4 separate regions of the Mus musculus genome follow, and all the other regions are linked to region 1. The links are chromatin contacts, called in public Hi-C, HiChIP or PLAC-seq and Micro-C maps. All regions are on one chromosome and are shown on one strand. Each heading gives the region's core, a stretch centred on a gene start, on an enhancer-like site or on the middle of the called end of the contact. The rest is flanking DNA. Distances are from core to core; before and after follow the strand shown. Region 1 holds the start of 9530026F06Rik (RIKEN cDNA 9530026F06 gene). Region 2 holds the start of 4930487H11Rik (RIKEN cDNA 4930487H11 gene). Region 3 overlaps Nrp2 (neuropilin 2). Region 4 overlaps Nrp2 (neuropilin 2).

Region 1 (4,825 bases), core at 1,369-3,868:
TCTGCTCCATCACCATCTCAGCTAGGACCCCAGGAAGGGATCAAAGATTAGGAAGGTCACAAGTTGACTCTATCAACAACTTCCCAGGCAAAGGAATTCTGACACCAAGAGACCAAGAACAGTGGGGTTTGGTGGTGTTCTTTCTAAAGGAGTGACAGAAGGAAATTAGAAGTAGCAGGAAGGATGCTTAGGAGACTAGCAGATGGAGTCAGAATGAGCATGGGGACAGAGGCATTGCTTTCTCTTTACTCCAGAGCCAAGACAAAGATCCCATGACAGACAGCAACACACCTACACACACACACACTCACTCACACACACACACACACACACACACGCACACACGCACGCACGCACGCACGCAGACAGACAGACAGACAGACAGACAGACAGATAGAGATATAATGACAAAACATTATATTTCCTGGCACATATGTATAGCAACATTGCAACCTGTATATTATTGAATGTTTATTTCTCACACGGAGCAGCTGAGGTTTTCATCTAAGTCAAAGAGATGGGAAATTAGATCTGTACCTATGGGAGTGCTGACAGGAGCCCAAAGTGACACAGAGCAAAGCAAGGCTGAGGTCGTGCTGGGGTTAGTTTTCGGTATTGGCTTTGTGTACAGTTGGTAATGCTCCAAGGAGGCTTAGAGTGAGGCCAGGAACACACAGACAAAGTCAACAAAACCACTAAACTTTAAAATGATTCGATAAGGAGCAAAACAGAAAGGAAGAAAAAGTCAAAGCAGCCCATTGGATGACATGAAAAATAGGGCGGGGCGTGGGGGGCATGAGGGGTGGAGCATGAGGGAGTGGTATATCATAGGGTGAGGATTGGGAGTCACCAAGACACAAATACCCTTAGTTTCTGCTCCAAGGCAAGTTCACACCTCCTGGGAGCCAAAAGAAACTCCCAGGAAGCCCTGAGGGACATCTGAGAGATGATGATAGATGGTCACAGATATTAATTGGAATGTCACTCCCTTAAGAGCAGGGGTTTGGGTGTGAAAACTCTGTTCAGTACAAAGTAGCCTCTCAAACTCCATTTGTTGAACAAATCCCCTCAGCTGATAACGTCACCCAGTCATCCCTTAGCAGAGTAAGCTTTGGACACACTGTGAGACACGGATGTGTACTGTTCAAATTAATCTTCATTCTAGACTCACTGTTAATATCTTCATTTCTAACATTTGAGGGAATTAAACCCAAGTATTAGATATTAGATTCTGCCTCACAGATTCTAGTAAATTCCAACAATACTGCAAATTATTATTGCTTCATGCACACAGTGGCTTGGTGCTAGTTTTAAAGCTGGGCAGGCAGTCAGAGCTTTTATGTTGAGCCAGGGGCAAGCCGAGGGATTGCTCTCGGTTTTTTGTTTTGGTCTGTTTTTTTATTTTTTTTTTTTGGTTTGGCTTTCAGCGTGATGACAGAAAGGACCCGCTAGGGGGCAGTGTGTGCACAGGTTTCAGCCAAGCAAGCCCAGCGGTTTATGGCCGCTCAGGTAATCCTGAAGGCAACAGGGAGATCCAAGAGTCTTGAGAAACAAAATTCACTATATGAAGTTATTCTTTAGGTGGAGCAGAATAAAGCAGCCCGAAAAGACTGCACAGGAGAAGAAAAGCTAGTGACACAGCAAAAAACTGGGGGATGGTTATTTTAAAGGTTTCACCGCACCGGAGCGCTTACGGCTTGATACAGGAATTATTCGGTATTCTCCTTAATGATTGCTAAAGGGCTTTTAATATTTTTATTTATTACCTTTGACATTTCATGTTTCTGAAATCCATGCAGAGCCGTGATTCATTTTTCTTGTCTATTGTAGGTAGCAGTTAGAATTCAATTAAAGTTAACCACTTTTAATTGGGCAATGATAGCTGATGTTGCATTATTGAGTGCTTCAATGTTCTGAGGGGTTTACTTACATTTTCTTTTCTTCGCTAATGCTCCTGGATAAGGAGACTTTTATTAGTTGTATTTATTCCCACTGGAGATGTGGAGAGATGGTGTTGATACTCACTCCAACATCCCAAGCCTCAAGGTCTAGACCAGAAGCCATTTCTCTTAACTATTTTGCCGTTTTCCCCTAGAGTGCACAGCTTCTCACACCTCTTGTTAAAATGTAGATGCTGATTCATGGATGTGGGTGGAGACTGAGAGTCTGCAACGTAGGCCAGTTTGCAGGTGACTGCAGTGCTGCTGCGTTTTCCATGGGCCTCATTTTTAAAAAGTGAGCACCTGTGTCGAGGTGAAAGGTGCAGGCGTATACAGATGTGCATGATCTAATCCCTACACTCAGATACAGATGTGCATGATCTAATCCCTACACTCAGACAGCCTGTGAGTAGGAGAGATGAAGAAGGCACATGTCCAGGACCACAGAGTAACAAACAGAACAATTCCATTGATATGAGAACAGGACTTGCTGACAGGGGGTGAAATGGACCCCAAAGCTTTGAAGGGTGCCTGCGGAATGAGCAAGACCTAACTCACAAAGCATGACCAGCAAGCCTAGTGCAGACACGGGTCTTGCAAGGGTTGTTCAAAAGGACAGGGAACTGAAGGAGGGAGGGGCGAGGAAGGGAGGTCGGAATGCAAGTCACTCCTGGAATTAAGAAACACTGTCTAGAGGACGCTCAGAATGGACAGCACCCAGCTGCTCAGGAAACCTCAGTGCGGGGTGAGATGAACCAGGAAATAGATGGCGGTAGAGGCGGTGTTGACAGAGCACAGAGGAGGTAATCTGAATAAAAAGAACCTGTTTAACCCAAGTTCTGGGATAGGACAGTACCATGCACACTAGAGGAAGAGTGCCTAGACCTGTTTTCCCATCTGTCCATAGAGAAGCTATGCTGCAGCCATGGTTCAGAGCAATGCGGCTCTCTCTCCATCGTAACATATCATGAGTGCCGCAGCAGAGGAGACTCCAACTCCGAATTCTGTTTTCATTAGGGCTGGGCTGGAGCTAGGAATTTATGTCTATCTTCTCATGTTTATTTGGTTGATAGGTATGCGCAGGCAACACTGAGATCTATCACTCGGGAGCCACGGTTCTCAAGTGAGCAGCCTCGACCGACCGGGAGGCAGCTTTAGCATCGGTGGGAACTGATGGGAAATGCAAATCTTGGTCGGGTTCCCAGACTCATAGAGTCAGAAACTCAGGGTGAGGCTCAGAATCTCTGTTTTAACAGACCCTTTGGTGATTCTCAGGCAAGTCCAAGTTTGAGCACTGGTGTATTCTCAGGCCTTCCAACTCCAAGTGTGGTCTAGCTTGGGACTTATTACATTAGCAGAGTCTGGGACCCGGCACCTCGCAGCTACTGAATCAGAAGCGCGGGTCAAGAGACCAGGTGAGGAACGTGTGTGTTAAGGTAGGGAAGCACACTGAATCCCAGGGAGGACAATTTAAGGTTCTAGAGTGGGAATATAACATCATGGCAAGAAAACGTGGAAGACAGAGTTTGAGCCGGAGAGAAGGACATGGACCCAAACGCATATAAATCATCTTGGTCCTGCAGGACTTACTAAAAGAAACCCCACAGAGGAAGTCTGCTTGTTAGCATCACTCCCCAGACCTTCCTCCCGAATGCTTCCCTTCTAGACCCCAACAGAGAGCTGCCAGGCCTGGGGTGGAAGTCTGCATTGCAGAGCGCAGGGCTCCCTTAGTAGTGGACTTCTGCCAGCCATCGATCCAAGATTAAGATCTCCCTCTGCAATACAACTGCACTCAGGCCCCGGCTCCAGCTTGTAGAATATTTTTGATAATAAGAAAGCCTAAATGAAGCATCCCTTCAAAGGCCTTCACCATTAATTTGGCACAAGGAAAAAAGCCAGCACATTAGAGCAGGTTTTCCAGTCACCCTGCCTGTGTTGTAGAACCTCTGAATAGACATCCATAATGAAATTACTCAGAATGGAATTCATTACCTGACTTAAGATTTATTGCTTTTTAACTAGAAATATAAGGCTCCGCACACTCTGCTCCCGGAGTTGGCTGTGCGAACGGTCCATTCCTTCTCTCCAGTTTGAGTTCGGGGGAAACCCAGCAGAGGAAATGCTAATCGGGTGCAGGGGTTGTGGGCAGAAGAATGGGCTGAACAATGCGGCTTCATTAGGACTGGCACATTGGAACCCCAGGACTCTGGTGCTCAGTTCTGCTTCCACAATCTCACCACAGGGACCACGGGCCAGTCACCTCCCAACTAGCATAATTGGAAAGACTCTAAGAGGCCCCGAAGTGCTGAAGTGCTGTAAATTGGCAGCGTTCGGTTCTGATGAACATTAAAGGGAGTGCGTGGTTAATTCCTCCGCTCATGCTGATCCCACAGTCTTCCCACTGGGGGCTTTTGGCTTGGAGCATCGTGGCGCCATTTGTTCTGCCTGGATTCTCCACCAGGCCTGAGACCTCAAGGTGAGTTAATAGGCTCGGCTTCTCCACACTTTATTTTAATCTGTATTTACCATCATCATAGTTATTTTAACAAACCCCGGGTGCAAGGCACGCCATAGAGCACTGCACAATGCAGATAAGAGCAGCCCGGCCCAGGCCCCGTGGCGGAGGCCAGCAGCTATGGTTGAAAGGTGCTTGACAGCATCCTGTCTTACAATCCAACCCAAGATGCTCCTGGTCCCCTAAGGCCTGACCTTCTGCTAGATGTCTTTTTGGGTCTTCACCTCTCTGCAGTTCCTGGGCCATCTCCTCTGGATTGGCAGGAGAGTGATGTCAACCGCTGGAGCCACTGCCCATGGTGCTCAATCCCGTCCCCGTTTTCTCCTCAGTGACTCTCCTTCTGGCACTCGGGCACACAGTGTAAAAATAT
Region 2 (4,825 bases), core at 1,641-4,140, 1.4 Mb after region 1:
CTTTTCTGTGAGGTCTAGTGGGAAATCAGCATTTCCCTGGGAGTCTGAACATTGGCATTCCCATACCACTCTATCTATGTCTCTCTGTCAGTCTGTCCATCTGCCCATCTATCCATCTGTCTACTCATCCATCCATCTGGCATTTATTGGATTTCTACCGTTGCTGGAAAGATGTTTTGAGTAGAGATTTAACTCTGCTTGATTTATTACCTTCCTTTTCTGTAACTGGCAAACCACAGCCTAATGAGCACAGAACCTTTCAAGGCTGTGGCAGCTCCAGATTCCAAGTCACTGACTGTTAGAATCACGTCTCTAGCTGGGGAATGTTCTGAGAACCTTCTGATGCCTACAAGCTTTCACTAAACTCCTTGTTGGGACACAAGGAAGGTACTGTTGGTCATAGCCTCTCTTTTCTAACTCCATTGTTGAAAGCAAAATTTATATGGTATGTTTTCTCATTTTTCCGGAACACATATCCAAGGAAAATGTTTAAGAGGTCAAAACAAATTATCTCTTGTCATTCAAATTATCACATGGTGTACATGTTGATAATTTTAGGTAAGAGGGCTTTGGTGGGAAAGAGGAGTCTCTTTTTTTTTTTTTCTTATTCACTTTACATTATGCTCTCTGCCTCCTCCCAGTCAGCCCCTCCCACAATCCTTCCTCCCATCCCCTCTCTCCTCATCTGAGCAGGTGGGGTTTCCATGAGTACTCCCACCCTGGCACATCAAGTCTCTGTGGGGCCAGGCACATTCTCTCCCACTGAGGCCAGACAAGGCCACCCAGCTAAAAGACCATACCCCACAGGCAAGCAACAGCTTTTTGGACATCCCCTTGCTCCAGTTGTTTAGGACACACAAAGACCAAGCTGCACATCTGCTACATATATGCAGGGAGGCCTAGGTCCAGCCCACGTCTGTTCTTTGGTAGGAAGGGGGAATCTTCAGCATACGGTGGAATCTATCTTCCATGGCACAGGACAGCTCTGAGGTGAGGAGAGGATGGCTCACATATCTGATTCTGAATACTAATCCTATATCATGATTTGTCATCTTACAAAAGGACAGAGCATTTTCCAACTGTGTACCCAGGTTATGTCTACCATCAGAAACACTTTCAGGGCAACACCCTCCCCAGCTCCAGCACTTGGAGCTGGAAACTTTTGTACTGAGGCCAGGTGGTGGCAGAGGCAAGAGAAGTGGCTGTAACTGCTCCTATCTTTGTGGTCAGGCACTTTAGAGTGGGCTCTGTTGCCTAGTTTGCCACCTGCCTTTTCTCTGATGGGCGAGCTGTAACCTCATTAGAGGATGGTCCTCATAAAGCAGCAAACCTGAGTCAGAGGCACAACCAGGGAACACTTTATGGGAGAAAAAAGATGGCTCTGGTGAACTCTAGAACCACCTGTGCGCTTAGGCATTTCACAGCATCGTTGAGAGCTCCATGAAAACCCAGTAGCAAGGTGATTGCCAAGCAGCAGACACTCTGGGTGACCTGAATCAGGACTTGACATTAGCTGACTTGCAACCTGATCACTTCAAGGAACCATTTTCAATACTTTGTTTCCTTTCTTTCTCTCTCTCTCCTTTTTTTTGTATGTAAATTTCTCAATTTGAGTACCAATGAGAGAGACAGAAAGAGAGAGAGAGAGAGAGAGAGAGAGAGAGAGAGAGAGAGAGAGAGAGAGGAGAGGAGAGAGAGAGAGAGAGAGAGAGAGAGAGAGAGAGAGAGAGAGAGGAGAGGGGGGGAGGAGAAGATAAATGAAAAAATTAAAAGATGGAAATTAGAGCTGGGTGTGGTGGCTCATGCTTGTAGTCCCACCACTTGGGAGGCTGAGGCAGGGGGATTGTTTAAGGCTAGCTACATGGTGAATTACAGGCTGGCCTCTGCTAAAAAGTGAAAACCTTTCTCAAGATAACAAACAAAAGAGGATGAAAACACTTTAGCGGAAAGGAAAAGACCATATAGTCACACGGAAAAGGATAAGGTAGTAGTAGAAACAGCTTTTAGGAGTCCTAGGATAATGGGGTCTTTGGAAAAGGATAAGGTAGTAGTAGAAACAGCTTTTAGGAGTCCTAGGATAATGGGGTCTTTTTCATCCTAAAGATACAGATGTGGTTATCAAGTCGTATGCTAAGCAACTCGTCTTGGTCAAAGCTCTTCCAACACTGGAGGACTTTTGGTGGTCTACAAGGTGAAACTGCACCCTGACGGAAGGGGATCCCCAAATTGACGGAAGCAGTAATTCAGAACTAGCAAGATGGGCAGGCTTCATCAGATTTTCTAAGAAACATTCTCTCATTTTTCTCTCACTTCTGAGGAGACATGAGATCTGACATACTACTCAGCTATCTGGGGACCAGGCTGTGGGGTCGGGAGAAATTGAGAACTGGGGGTGTGGGCCTCGGGTCAGCAGTTGCTTCATAAGGCATTTACAGGGCACCTTCACTGCATGTCCTCCTCGGTGGAGGCTGAGTCTTGGCTTCCTCTGCTTCAGGAGCTCTAAGTCTGGTGGGGGTGTGGGGGTGGAGAGAAGAAAGGTAGCCGGGGGCCCTGCCTGCGTGGTGAGCAAAGGTGGGTCCACAAACAGATGCTGTGAATAGGCAGCTCATCTGTCCCTCTTCCGGCACACCCTGTAAGTAAGGGAAGCACGTTTTAGCCATCCGCCCATGGTGCCCGCAGCTCGAGAAGCATTTCTCATAGGTTAAGCATACATCGGCTTTTTCAGAAGTAAAGATCATGTCTGCCTTTGGCAAGCTCAAAACCGCCTTAGTCCCTTTCTGGGCCAGATTCTCATCTGATGTAAATCCTTGGGAGAATCAAGTTGTAGCACTGTTTTGCATGGAGTGGGAGTCAATTCAGTCTTTCCCCTGAGTTACCCTGAGCGAAACTCTACTACAGCGTCTCCATGGCAACCAGAGGCTGGCCAGTAAACTCGGTTGCCTCCTAAATCTCCCCACCCCCAGCTTCTCCCCGCTCTTTTCCACGGTTAAGAATGAGGCTCCCTCGCTCGGTGTCCCTCGCTCTCACACTCCTTTATTGCTTTGTGCTCATATCTTTTTTTCCCCCTGCAACTCCTTATCCAATCTGCTTTTAAAATCCTCCATCCAGTTTAAAAAAAAAATGAAGACGGGTTAGTCATTGCTTGACAGTAGTAATTGACCTGTTTAGACAAGACCAAGCTGATTTCAATGGGCACAGAAACCTTGGCAAACCAAAGTGGAATTTACCTTCAAGTCTAGCCAGCCTAATTAATACATTGTTGAGAATTCTGGCCAGCCACACCAAATATGGCTTTTCCACCCACTTGAAGAATTCACCAATCTGAATTCCAGCAGATACTGCAGTATCATTGTGTGTATGTGGTGTGTGTGCGTGGAAGTGTGTGTGTGTGTGTGTGTGTATGTGTGTGTGTGTGTGTGTGTGTGTGAGAGAGAGAGAGAGAGAGAGAGAGAGAGAAAGGAAGAGAGAGATGAGAGAAAAAATTATAATGCTTTGACACATGGTAAAGTAATTCTGATTAAATAATAAAGAAAGCTATGTAAGGGTAGGACTCTTGGTTGAGACATATTTACTACCAGGTGAGCAGCAATTGTCGATTGAACCTCTGTGAGCCTGTTTCCTCATCTGTACAGTGGGTTAAAGTACCTGATGCATAAAGGGACCAGCGAAGAGATTGCAGATAATAAACGGCTTGGTATATATGAAGGCCGAGTACCGCCTGAGTCCCTGGATCCCTGCTGTATGACCCAAAGCATGTGTGTTTCTCTCTTTCTTTTCTTTATTTTTTTTCTTTATTTTTTTAATTGATTTTTTTTTATGAGTCCGCATGCTCTCAGCCTAGCAACACTCTCTGTGTCTCTCCCCCAGGGGGCACCCTCCCGCCAGGGACCGAGCCCACAGTGGACACGGTGCCCGTGCAGCCCATCCCAGCCTACTGGTATTACGTTATGGCGGCCGGGGGCGCCGTGCTGGTGCTGGCCTCCGTCGTCCTGGCCCTGGTGCTCCACTACCACCGGTTCCGCTATGCGGCCAAGAAGACCGATCACTCCATCACCTACAAAACCTCCCACTACACCAACGGGGCCCCTCTGGCGGTCGAGCCCACCCTAACCATTAAGCTAGAGCAAGAGCGGGGCTCGCACTGCTGAGGGCCGAAGCAGGAACAGCGCCCCCCCAAAAAAAACCCAAGAAAGACTGCAAACACGTTGCCTCGATTTTGCACTTTTTTTCTCCTCGCCTAGTCTCTGTGTGAACCCTCAGACATCTCTCTCCAGGGTCCCCAACCCTGAGCGCTCTCATGTACCCCACACCATTCTCTGTGGTTCTTGGTTCCGGTTTCTCTTTGCTCTGATATTGTTTGTTTTTAATCATTATTTTTTTTCCTTTTCTTCTTTCCTTTTTAATCTTCTCTCTTTTATTCCTTTCTCCCCTCCCCGCCCCGCTTTTTTCTAATGATTTTAAACCAACTCTAATGCTGCATCTGGAATCCCAGAAGAGACCCGCCCCTAAGCACTTCACAACCCAAGGCTCTGTTGGTTTTGTTCCAGAGACAGGCCCTGTTGTTTTCTCCCCTTGCCTTATCCCATCCCTCCTCTCCTGGGCAGGCTGCCAGGTGTCTTGAGGGGAGCCTGGTCCTGTATGTATGTACACAGTACACTCCCATGTGAAGAGGTGTGTGTGTGTGTGTGTGTGTGTGTGTATTTTCGAGGGAGAGACTGATTCACTGTGGAAGGGGGGGAGTGTGGGTGTGTGTAGAGAGGGGCCCCTTCCCTCTTATGTTGCTTCTTCTGGGGTACTTTTCAAGAAAATAATATACTGTACACAT
Region 3 (4,825 bases), core at 1,709-4,208, 1.4 Mb after region 1:
CACTATGACACCCCTGACATCCGAAGGTTCGATCCTGTTCCAGCGCAGTATGTGCGGGTGTACCCAGAGAGGTGGTCGCCAGCAGGCATCGGGATGAGGCTGGAGGTGCTGGGCTGTGACTGGACAGGTAAGGGGGGGGGGGTGGTTCCTCTCCATGTCTTTCTCATTTGATCTTGTGATCTTGGTATCCTAGGAGGGGGACAGAGGTAGCCAGCCCTCGTGAAGGTAGATATCACTGGCTACCTGCTGCCTGGTCTCTGCTATATTCTTGGACCTCCTCTGAGCTTGGAGAAATCTCTCCAGGGAAGCATTTTGTCCTTTATCAAGGATCACGTCAGTTCTTCAACGGGAGTCTCTCAAAAACAAATCATAACCACCCACCACCCACCCAAATTCAATTAGACCCCAGCTCTTCAGGCCAGGGGGCTGTGGCTGTTGATTTAGGAAAGAAAAACCCTCTCATGATAATAAAGTAATCCGTTTATGCCTGAATCTGGCCTCCAGATGTCAGCTCAGAGGCAGCATTTTCGTTTCAAAGCTACAGCTGTAAAAGGCATCTTCGCTCAGAAGGGACAGTGGTGCAGGGGTGCATCTTCCCAGGCTGCAGCTGGTCTCCTGCTCTTTCCTCACCCACCAAGTAGCACAGACCTGGGGCTAGTGCCTCCGTGAATTCTCCTTGTGAGGGTGAGGCCCCGGAGCTCCCTCCTGGAAAGACCAGACGGTCCTGAGTCAGGCTCCACCTAGCCTCTGGCTCCTGACCCTGCTTCTTCCTCAGAGCTGGCACAGACTGTCAAAAGGAGCTTCTGGGAGTCACCTGAAGCTCATGTCCCACCCAGTGCCAGCAGGAGCCTCCTGCAGGCTGTGCTCTCCTGCCCCTCCCCACCAGGGCCCCGGGTAATCCCATTTTCCTATCTGCCTTACCTGTCACTGGTGGGATGGCATGAAGGATTAATAAGGGCATGTCAGAGAAGCGCTTTGGGCTCCCAGGGAGAAAAGTGTTGCGGGGGGGGGGGGGGGAGAGCTACAAGAGCCCAGAAGAAACCTGGGCAGACGTACTGGCCAGGAATGGGGCCCAAGTTCACTTCTAGGCTTGGAAGTGAAGACACTACCTACCATGGAATCTATACTAGGAGGGAGACTCACATCTCGCCCCATACACACTTGTAAGGGTAAGGCTGAGTTCCCCAATGCCTGAATGTGTGTTAACTGTGCCTCACCAGTATGGAAAAATCCACTTCAGACATAAACTAGTTTCATTTACCCACCTTAGACTCCAGGTTTAGACTATAGAGTTTTATCCAGAAACTTTTAGGCTAGTGGATTCCACATTTGATCATGTGCTTCAAGTTAAATGGCATCGCCGTTGCAGCTCCTTTCATTGGCAAGCACGCACACACATGTGCACACACATGTGCACATACGGAGAAGTTCTTGAGCTCCAGAATGATTGCTACATTCAAGCCATTCCCTGGCCACCACTAGGTGCAGAGCCTAGGACAAATGACTTCATCTTTTACCTGGAAAATGGGGGTGGCATCAAAACCCTGCAGCTGTTAGAAGAATGGTGTGGAGTAATGGTGGGCAGGATTTAGGATGTCGCCCATCACTGGCAGGCAGGTTACATACAGATGTAAGGGAAGAAGGGGATCCCAGGCAGTGCTCGACCTGTGCGCATCCTGCAGGATTATAGCTCAGACATTTAATAAGCTATCATAACCCATTTCATTGATTCCATAGTCTACTGATGAGTGTGATACATGGTTCAAAAACAAACCACAGAACTCAGCCTACTGCCCTAGTTTCACAGACTGGGAAACTGAGTCTCAGGAAGATCATCCAGTGGGCTGAGAGCCAAGTCACACTTCCCTCTGGCCCCTTTGCCTTCTGTGCCGTGCGTGCCTCTCCCAGGCTGGCCTTGCTTGGTGACCAGCAGGACAGTTACTGATGTCCTCTTCCCTCATTGTCCCTCCAACCCCAACCTGCCCCAAACTGCCCCGGTGACAGCAACAGGTTTCCCATTTCAAAGGCCAGCCCTGCTCTTGGAAGATCAGAGCTGGGGTGTGTTTCCCTCTGCCCAGCCTCCCAGTCTTTGAAGTCTCTGACATCTGGTTTTAATTTTGGAGGACCACTGCTGTTTGGTGAATGGTTACCTCGGAGCACCCAGTACAAACAGTGGGCACAGAGGCGGGCTCCTGTTTCCTCAATTTGCCTCCCACACCCTGCCCACTTGTCATGTGATCGGCCCCTCTCTATGTCCCTGGGTTTCACTTCATCAGCTCCCACCAACTGCCCAGCTTTGCCTGAAACTTCCGGTCCTTGGTACACATTCTTCTAGTTTTTAAAATCGCCATCTCTGTCGATAATTCACCCTTGGTTCCTTTCTTATTTTTTTTTTCCCTGTCCCAAAAAGGATAACAGAAAAACGAAAGGGCTGGGCTGAACCAGTCTGGCTAAATAATTTAACAGGCCTGCTTTACCCGTTAGCCAGTTTGTTTAGGTTTCGAATGATTACTTCTTGCCTTGCCGCCCATAGTTTGCTTTACAATTGAGTTTGAGATTCGATGACACGGTGACAAATTTGAACTCACAAATTAGGACGCTTCGAGGTTATTTGTTATTTACTTTGAGCAAAAGGCAGACACGGCAATGGGAAACACGAAAGGTTATGTGCGTAGTGTTTAATAGCAGAAAGGTGGGAAGTCGACCGTGAAAAAGCTTTTCAGCATATTTACCCATTTCCTCAGCTCCTGGCTTTACTAAATAGTGTCCTGAAAGGTGCCCCACAAAGGCACCTTAATCGTATGCAACAGTGCAAAGGAGCATGCACAAAGACAGAAGGACGGTGCCCTCACCTCTCCCCGGCATCTTGTTGAAGGACACCTCTAGGAGACACTCACCACTCTGTAAGACAAAGCTTTTCAGAACCCTTCCCACCCCACCCAGGGCCTGACTCACAACCTCATTCATTCCCCGAATAGTTGGTGAATGAGTGACCCAGGGAGCAACTAAACAAGTGAACGAACGAACGGATGTGTGAGTCACCTACCTGGCCCAGGTGGGAACCGACAGCCTACAGCGTAGGCTAGGTTTATTGTGTGTTCCTTATTATTAACACTGCTTATGAGCTACCAGCATAGAAAGTTTTCCCAAGGAATGCTAGGCTTCCCTTGCTGGGGGAGGGGCTTTTGGAAGAACCAGCCAGAGTAGGCTTTCTGCTCTCTGGACCTTTGTCAATTGAATCAAGTCATGGTGCCTTGGTGGTGCCTTTGCCCACTACCACTATCTCCACCATGCCTGGCTCTTTTGGCTGTGGTCAGAACGGTAGCTGTATCCAGTGGGTGTTTTAACTTGTCAGACCTTGGCCAGAAGGTTTAGGCCAAACTACTTTCACCTAGCCAAAGTCTCTTTAAATCTCTATGTTCCCATCTGTCCCTGTCCATGAAACACCAACACAGCCTGGACTTCGGCTTCCCAAGCTGCTGTCACACATACAGCTTTGGTGACAAGTGCTTCTGATTATTTGATCCGTAGGTGGGCCCCAAGGACCAGATTGTTTTAGAGAGTTCATTTTGATTCCAAATAAATCCTGTCTGGCATAGTGAAAGGGTGTGTTTTGAGAAAGCAGGACCAGTACGACTCACCAGCAGCCATGAAGCGGCAGGCTGTTGGGGCCCCGTTCCCCACGTAACAGAAACCAGCTTCGTGGTGCATGGAGATGTTTCTAATGGCTTTGGTGGGCTACATTCATTTTGATTGTGTGCCCTGACACACTGGCCTCTGAACAAAATACCCAAATGCAGTTCAGCTTCACTATGGGGTCAACATCACCCAACCCCCCATGGTTGCTACTTTTGTGCTGCCCTTAGAGCCTGCAGTGTGGGGTTCGTGTCCATGGCTCTTGAAGCTTCTGCCAGAGCTCTAGATTATTATCCAACCAAGAGATCCTTGCTCCACCAACAGCTCACAGGGTGAATTTACAGCTCTGTGGGCATCTTCCCTGTCCTCCTCACAAGGCCACGTCTAGAGAGAAGACTTCAGGTTTTTTTGGGGGGGGGAGGGGCACATTGTCCCCTGCTGGGTGGCAGTGCAGCCTGCTGCAGCAATTATCTTTTCTCTGGTTACCTTCACACAGACTCAAAGCCCACAGTGGAGACGCTGGGACCCACCGTGAAGAGTGAAGAGACTACCACCCCATATCCCATGGATGAGGATGCCACCGAGTGTGGGGAAAACTGCAGCTTTGAGGATGGTAAGGATTGGAGTGAACATCATATTTCATCTTGGGTGGCGTGGGTACGGACCAGGCAAGAACTTCGGATCCCTTGGTTGGAGGTCCCTATGAACTTGCAGAAGGATTCAGGGAGGTACCAATACTCAGAGGCCTGAGGCAGTGGTTACTAGAAACACTCAGATACTGTAAGCGTAGCAGGCATGGTTCTACCTGACTATATCACATCTGCAGAGATCACACAGGCAGAGGCAGGCTGTGAGGCTCTGCAGCCAGTCCTTCACAGCCCCAAGGGGTCTTAGTGTTTGGATCATCTCTTCACATGGAAAATCTGTATCCCCCTCATTTTATCTTCTAAACACACCCAAGTTAGATAAAGTCTGTAACTGAAAGATCCTAAATGTAAGGTCTTACTCTTTCGATCCTACTGTTCATCTCCCCGTATATTAGGGCATTGCTAAGAAACCACGGCTTTTACTACACCTGGTGTTTTGGGCTGGACTTTTAAGTTTGACAGCCTCGATTTACAGTAAATTATTGATCATTATTAAATGTTCATTAAACAAAAGGCGGGAAGATTGGCAAGGAGACTTGAGA
Region 4 (4,825 bases), core at 1,699-4,198, 1.3 Mb after region 1:
AGGAGTCTTAAGTGTGCACTCTTGTTTTCATAATCTCTAGCCATAGAATGGAACCATTTATGATCATTTTCTGGAGTGTGTGTGTGTATCTGTATCTATGTGCCTGTGTGTGTCTATGTTTGTGATTCTGTGTGTGCCTATGTGTGTGTGTGTCTGTGTTTCTATGTGTGTGTGTGTGCGTGTTTGTGTGGATGTCTCTGTCTTGGGAGGGGGAGTAGGAGGAGAGGAGAGTTGAAATAGTCTCCTGGGTTGCCATAAAAGGTTCTCAAACAGTTGTAATCAGCTACTGGGAGGGAGGAGTTGTAGAGGGAAGGCTATCTCTGAAGTTCTTTGGTGGTGTTCTCACTTCCAGATCCACCCTGCGGAGGTCGGCTGAATTCCAAAGATGCTGGCTACATCACTTCCCCAGGCTACCCCCAGGACTATCCCTCCCACCAGAACTGTGAGTGGATTGTCTACGCCCCCGAACCCAACCAGAAGATTGTTCTCAACTTCAACCCTCACTTTGAAATCGAGAAACACGACTGCAAGTAAGCACAGCCCTGCTGACTGGGGACGCACACACAGGGCCACTGCTCTGATATTCTGTCCTTTCTCTCACTGAAGGGCAGTTGTGGGCCCTAGCCACAGAGGGCCACTTAAACATGGCATTAGCTTCTAGGAGAGGTAGGGTGGATTTGATTCTGTGGTATTGTAAAGAATCTTTTGGAATGAGGTACAGAAAACAGTGGTACCCTGTCTGTAGAAGTTGGCAGTGGAAAGAGTTTCCATTGGGGCAAGAAGCAGACTACAAACCCCGCTTCTTGTATCTGTGACTTAGCTTCCTTTGGAGGGCTCCCCCATTTTGATTGCTGCCTTATCAGGAACCCTACAAGCTTCCCTAATAAAATGGTAGCTGGGTCCTCAAATATATCCAGCAATAGGGATTGGCTTATTGCTTTCCAAAGGCGCTGCTCATTGCAGAGTTAAAAATACAGAGTTGGTGAAGGATGGGTTAAGACTCCAATTGATTCTTGATGTCCATGCTGCACAGGTTACTCTCAAAGATGCAGGTATAGATTCCTTCTACAAACAGTTCTAATTGCTTTACAATTAAGCCACTCAGTTCTTGCTGTAGCCCTGGGAAGCTGGTGCCATCATGATCTTCATTTTGACAAGAGGACACTAAAACACAGAGAGGTTAAGTCAGTTACTCAAGATGGCCTCAGCTGGTCTTATAACAGGACATCTGTTCAGCCACCTTGGAGATGCAGACAGTCAGAGAAATGCTCGTAAGATGCTGTGCGCACTCGGGAAAACAGGCTGGCTGAGTAGTCTCTAGACCTCTGTCCTGTGTGCTTGCCTCATGAATCAAAAGTGAAAGTGTTCATAAAAGACTATGGCACTGGCAGTTTTGGTCTTTGTACCATACGTTCTGGTGACTGTTCAGTATCCACACGACACCTAAACACTCCGAGCATTCCTGTGACCAAGGAGTTGGGAGTCCTGGATAATTAATAAGGAGACAGCTGGTGGGACAGGTATAAGAGAGCAGGTGACACTCCTGGCCCCTAATGTAGAGCAGGCTTCAGTCCAGGCCAGTGCTTCCTCTGACGGACTCAAGGCTCCTCTGTAACTAGTACTAGACCCCGAGGCCTGGCAAGCTGCTGTCCTTATTATACTCTCAGGACCACTTTGCACCTACAGAATGGTTTCCTTCTAACAGGAGGTAGTCTGTGCTGAAAACCAAAGAGTTTCCCGGATGGATGCCACATGTGACTAAGAGTCACAGGATGGGGTTTCTAATTCCAGGACCAGTCTTGGCTGCCTGGATGACATAGCACATCAGTTCCTCCTTTGTCTGTCTTACACAGACACACTGGACACATTGACTCAGCATCCCAGGATTCCACTTCCCCAGCAGCAAAGCTGACAAAGAATTTGGGTTTGAGCAGCTCTGTAAAAGGACTTTTGGGTCCCAGCGTCTTTGGCATCAACTGAGACATAATGCACAGAGTGCTTGAGAGCGGGCTCAGAGGAACTTGACTAAGCACCTCTCCGGACAGAGGGCCAAATTCGGTTCTGCTGATCCCAGTGCAATCTCGAGGGGAAATTGCTAAGAGGCCATTTTATGGATATTCACTATGACAGGGGAAAGGGGCCTTGCTTTTTAGAAGGTTGGATTCAGACAGCAATGAGCAAAGCCCCAGATATATTGTGTAGAGTAAAAGGCTAGGGACGCACTCTGCAGCCCCGGGATCCAACCCACAGGGCTGCAGAACTTGGTGTGGAGCAGAAGGACTCATACCTCACCTTTGCTGGAGTCTGAAGAGAGGAAACAGGCAAGTTACAGGCTCTCTTCCCGGCTTCTCAGGCCTTCCTAACTAGCTTCCTGTTTTTCTCCACATGCCTCATCCTTGCTGCTGGCTGCAGCCTAAAAGGTCACAGAGGTCAGAAAGAAAATCTTTCTGGAATCTATTTCCCCCTAGTGTCAAATTGTCTGCAAGGCTCCTCTAGGCCCACTTACCCTCGCTCTCGGTCCTCACCCACCCCGCCACCGCTCCCCCACACCCCATCCTCTGTCTCTCTCATTAATTTTTATATTTAGAAGGCCGTATCTGGTCCCACTTGCCCTCATTTGCATGCAGAACAAGGGGCTTGCCCGATTTACTTTCTTGAGAAAGGAACACTTCATCTCATTAAATCCTGGAAGGTTTTTCTTGTTCTTACACTCTTTTTGACTCCTTCTTTTCCACGCTGCATTTTTTTTTAAATAGCATTTGCTATCAAAGGAAATCCGTCCCCTCTTTCTTCGCATTTTGGGGACATGCTCAATTGTTTTACCTCAAAGTTTATGAAGCAGGTACCTCTCCCAACAGAAAATTGCCTCTGCTGCCCATCTCTGAGTGAGCAATAGCTTGGAGAAGAAAGAGGAAATGAAAGGGTACAGCCTACATGCCTGCCCGAGTTGTCTCTTCTGCTTTCTCTGCATGAAATGAACTACAAAAAAAATGGCCCTCTGACCTAAGACCAGGGCCCTTATAGGGAAGATTATTCTGGTCTGTGGTACCTAAGCCTTTTCCTCTCTGTACCTTAAAGTCTCCATTCCAGAAGGTCAAGGCAACCCCCAGACAGATCTTTTCCTGACCACCGCTTGTTCATTTTGTTCCACTGAATCTTGCTGTCTGCTTGGAAAATTTCACTCACAAGCGTCAGCCGTTCTGTGCCAGTGCAATCCGAAGCCACCCTTTCTCTTAGCTTTGCCTGCCTCCTCCCTTGGGCTATCCACAGGGAACCAACCCCTAAGCACCAGCATGCTGTCCTGGGGACTGGGGAGCAGCTACAGGCAGAAGCAAAGGCCGTTGTGGCATTGACAGCTACCTGTGTCAAGGGACAGAAAGACAGGACTCAGGGCTGTCTGGGCAAACAGAAAGAAGTCACTTCATCCCCCTGGGAGCAGAAGATACCAGGAGGCTGCTGCCTTGGCAGACAGAGAGAAGCCATTCGCTTGAGTCATCAGCCAGAGGGTTCAGCGTTATGGTTTTAGAAACATACACACAAGACTGGGTATTTTTCCACTTCTAAACTGTGAACTGTATGAACTCTTAAAAACATTCACCAACATGCTGTCCTATACAACTTACTCACCAGTCTTCAAGCAGGCTTGGTGTGCATGTGCTTACACACACACACACACACACACACACACACACACACACCCATTGTAGAGGTCCAATCAAAGGTAACTAAAATCAAGACCTAGTTCCTAGAAAGAACAAGTATGTAGCAGATAGGTATCTTGAAAATATCTTGGGGAAATTTGAAAACTAGGAAGTTGTGAACATACATTTCTTAGGCCACCTCACAAGTAAGTCTACGTAGATTCAGAACAAAACTACCTCATTCCTGTCAAAGTGAAGCCCATTGAGGAACAATCTCTCCGGGCAGAGTCCCTCCGTGGAAGTCCTGAACATTTTAAAGCCTCACTTCCATGTTTTCTTAAACAAAACCAACAAACGTTGAGGAGAGTCATTTTTTGTTCTTGATGATTTAGGATGGTAATTCTAGACTTCACTCCTTCGTGCACGATGAAGGCCGATCAATGTCCTCTTTGGATCTGATTGGCTCTTGAGGATGGATGCACTTGAATGCAGTACCGGCAAAGCCCAGAAGAGGGCGCCAGATTCCCCTGAAGCCACAGCTAACAAGCAGTTGTGAGCTTTTGAATGGCTGTGCTGTGAACTGGGCTCGCCGCAGAGCCATCTCCTCAGTCTACATTTGAATTTTTGTTGAGCTTTTAAACATCTTAAGTCCCCCAAACCATGATAACAAGTACTTTGCTGTGTCTAGTTTGTGTTACCACAGTAAGTTAGCAAGCTCGTTAAATGCCTCTGTCATGGGAAACTCGAGACTATTTTCTCCTCGTACTTCTTGCTTTCAATTCTTATGAGTATCCTTCCTCATACAGCCTCCCTCTTCTGACTTGCCTTTATTTTTCATATGTATCAATTTTGCCGTAGAAGATCTTTGCTGTCTATGCCAAAGATTAGGTCCTGGGGTTCAAGATTTCAACCCTAAGTCCGTGTAAATTCAAGGCTACCATTTCTTACTTGCTTCGTTCAGCCAAGGCCACGACAGAGTAAGGACTGCCTGGAGATTGACTCTCACCCCGACTGAGCGTAACACAGCACCCATAGTTCTCAGCGTTGGTTTAGACTCCTGTTTCTTCTGATCCTCTCAGTCCCCTACATTCTGGATATGGGTATGGGCCTCTTGCCAACTGTCCTAGCTAAACAAAATGTGCTTGTGTTTACTTACCACAGAGGGTCCCTCTAAATCTTAGAAG

Evidence for each region. A called contact is a pair of places that touch in the nucleus more often than the background predicts. HiChIP or PLAC-seq counts read pairs in DNA pulled down with a chosen protein or histone mark.
Region 2: a contact with region 1 is called in a Hi-C map of cortical neurons, with 2.9 times the contacts expected there. The contact joins the promoter of 4930487H11Rik here to the promoter of 9530026F06Rik in region 1. A contact is called at or near these places in 13 of 484 Hi-C or Micro-C datasets (the N1E-115 cell line, bone marrow-derived macrophages, cardiomyocytes and 8 more) and 1 of 115 datasets of contacts at active chromatin or transcription factors (kidney).
Region 3: an H3K27ac HiChIP or PLAC-seq map of embryonic stem cells shows a contact between it and region 1, with 13 times the contacts expected there. The contact joins the enhancer-like site here to the promoter of 9530026F06Rik in region 1. A contact is called at or near these places in 4 of 484 Hi-C or Micro-C datasets (bone marrow-derived macrophages, liver, muscle stem cells and 1 more) and 4 of 115 datasets of contacts at active chromatin or transcription factors (embryonic stem cells, epiblast stem cells and kidney).
Region 4: a contact with region 1 is called in a Micro-C map of the HL-1 cell line, with 6 times the contacts expected there. The contact joins the enhancer-like site here to the promoter of 9530026F06Rik in region 1. A contact is called at or near these places in 6 of 484 Hi-C or Micro-C datasets (the HL-1 cell line, the MNK3 cell line, the N1E-115 cell line and 3 more), 6 of 115 datasets of contacts at active chromatin or transcription factors (acute myeloid leukemia, astrocytes, cardiomyocytes and 3 more) and 1 of 9 other capture datasets (embryonic stem cells).

The regions. Positions count from the first base shown.
Region 1 is chr1:61,375,814-61,380,638 of GRCm38.p6, forward strand. 9530026F06Rik (RIKEN cDNA 9530026F06 gene) reads left to right here and starts at 2,619. Exons shown (of 5, transcript NR_040483.1): 1 at 2,619-2,743; 2 at 3,197-3,355; 3 at 4,183-4,416.
Region 2 is chr1:62,791,842-62,796,666 of GRCm38.p6, forward strand. It overlaps 4930487H11Rik (RIKEN cDNA 4930487H11 gene), which reads right to left and starts at 2,891. Exons shown (of 3, transcript NR_040601.1): 1 at 2,712-2,891; 2 at 2,555-2,630. The region is part of intron 15 of Nrp2 (neuropilin 2); the gene reads left to right.
Region 3 is chr1:62,764,868-62,769,692 of GRCm38.p6, forward strand. It overlaps Nrp2 (neuropilin 2), which reads left to right. Exons shown (of 17, transcript NM_001077404.1): 10 at 1-127; 11 at 4,133-4,249. Among named protein-coding and RNA genes, the nearest start is that of 4930487H11Rik, 27 kb to the right of the region's middle. Within about 2 kb of position 2,959, at least 78 of the 459 cell types and tissues checked have an H3K27ac peak or open chromatin away from gene starts, as enhancers often do. A contact at or near this core is called in bone marrow-derived macrophages, embryonic stem cells and epiblast stem cells, where this site is marked.
Region 4 is chr1:62,718,578-62,723,402 of GRCm38.p6, forward strand. Nrp2 (neuropilin 2) reads left to right here. Exons shown (of 17, transcript NM_001077404.1): 2 at 353-530. Among named protein-coding and RNA genes, the nearest start is that of Gm29083, 2.8 kb to the left of the region's middle. Within about 2 kb of position 2,949, at least 94 of the 459 cell types and tissues checked have an H3K27ac peak or open chromatin away from gene starts, as enhancers often do. A contact at or near this core is called in the HL-1 cell line, the N1E-115 cell line, acute myeloid leukemia and 1 more, where this site is marked.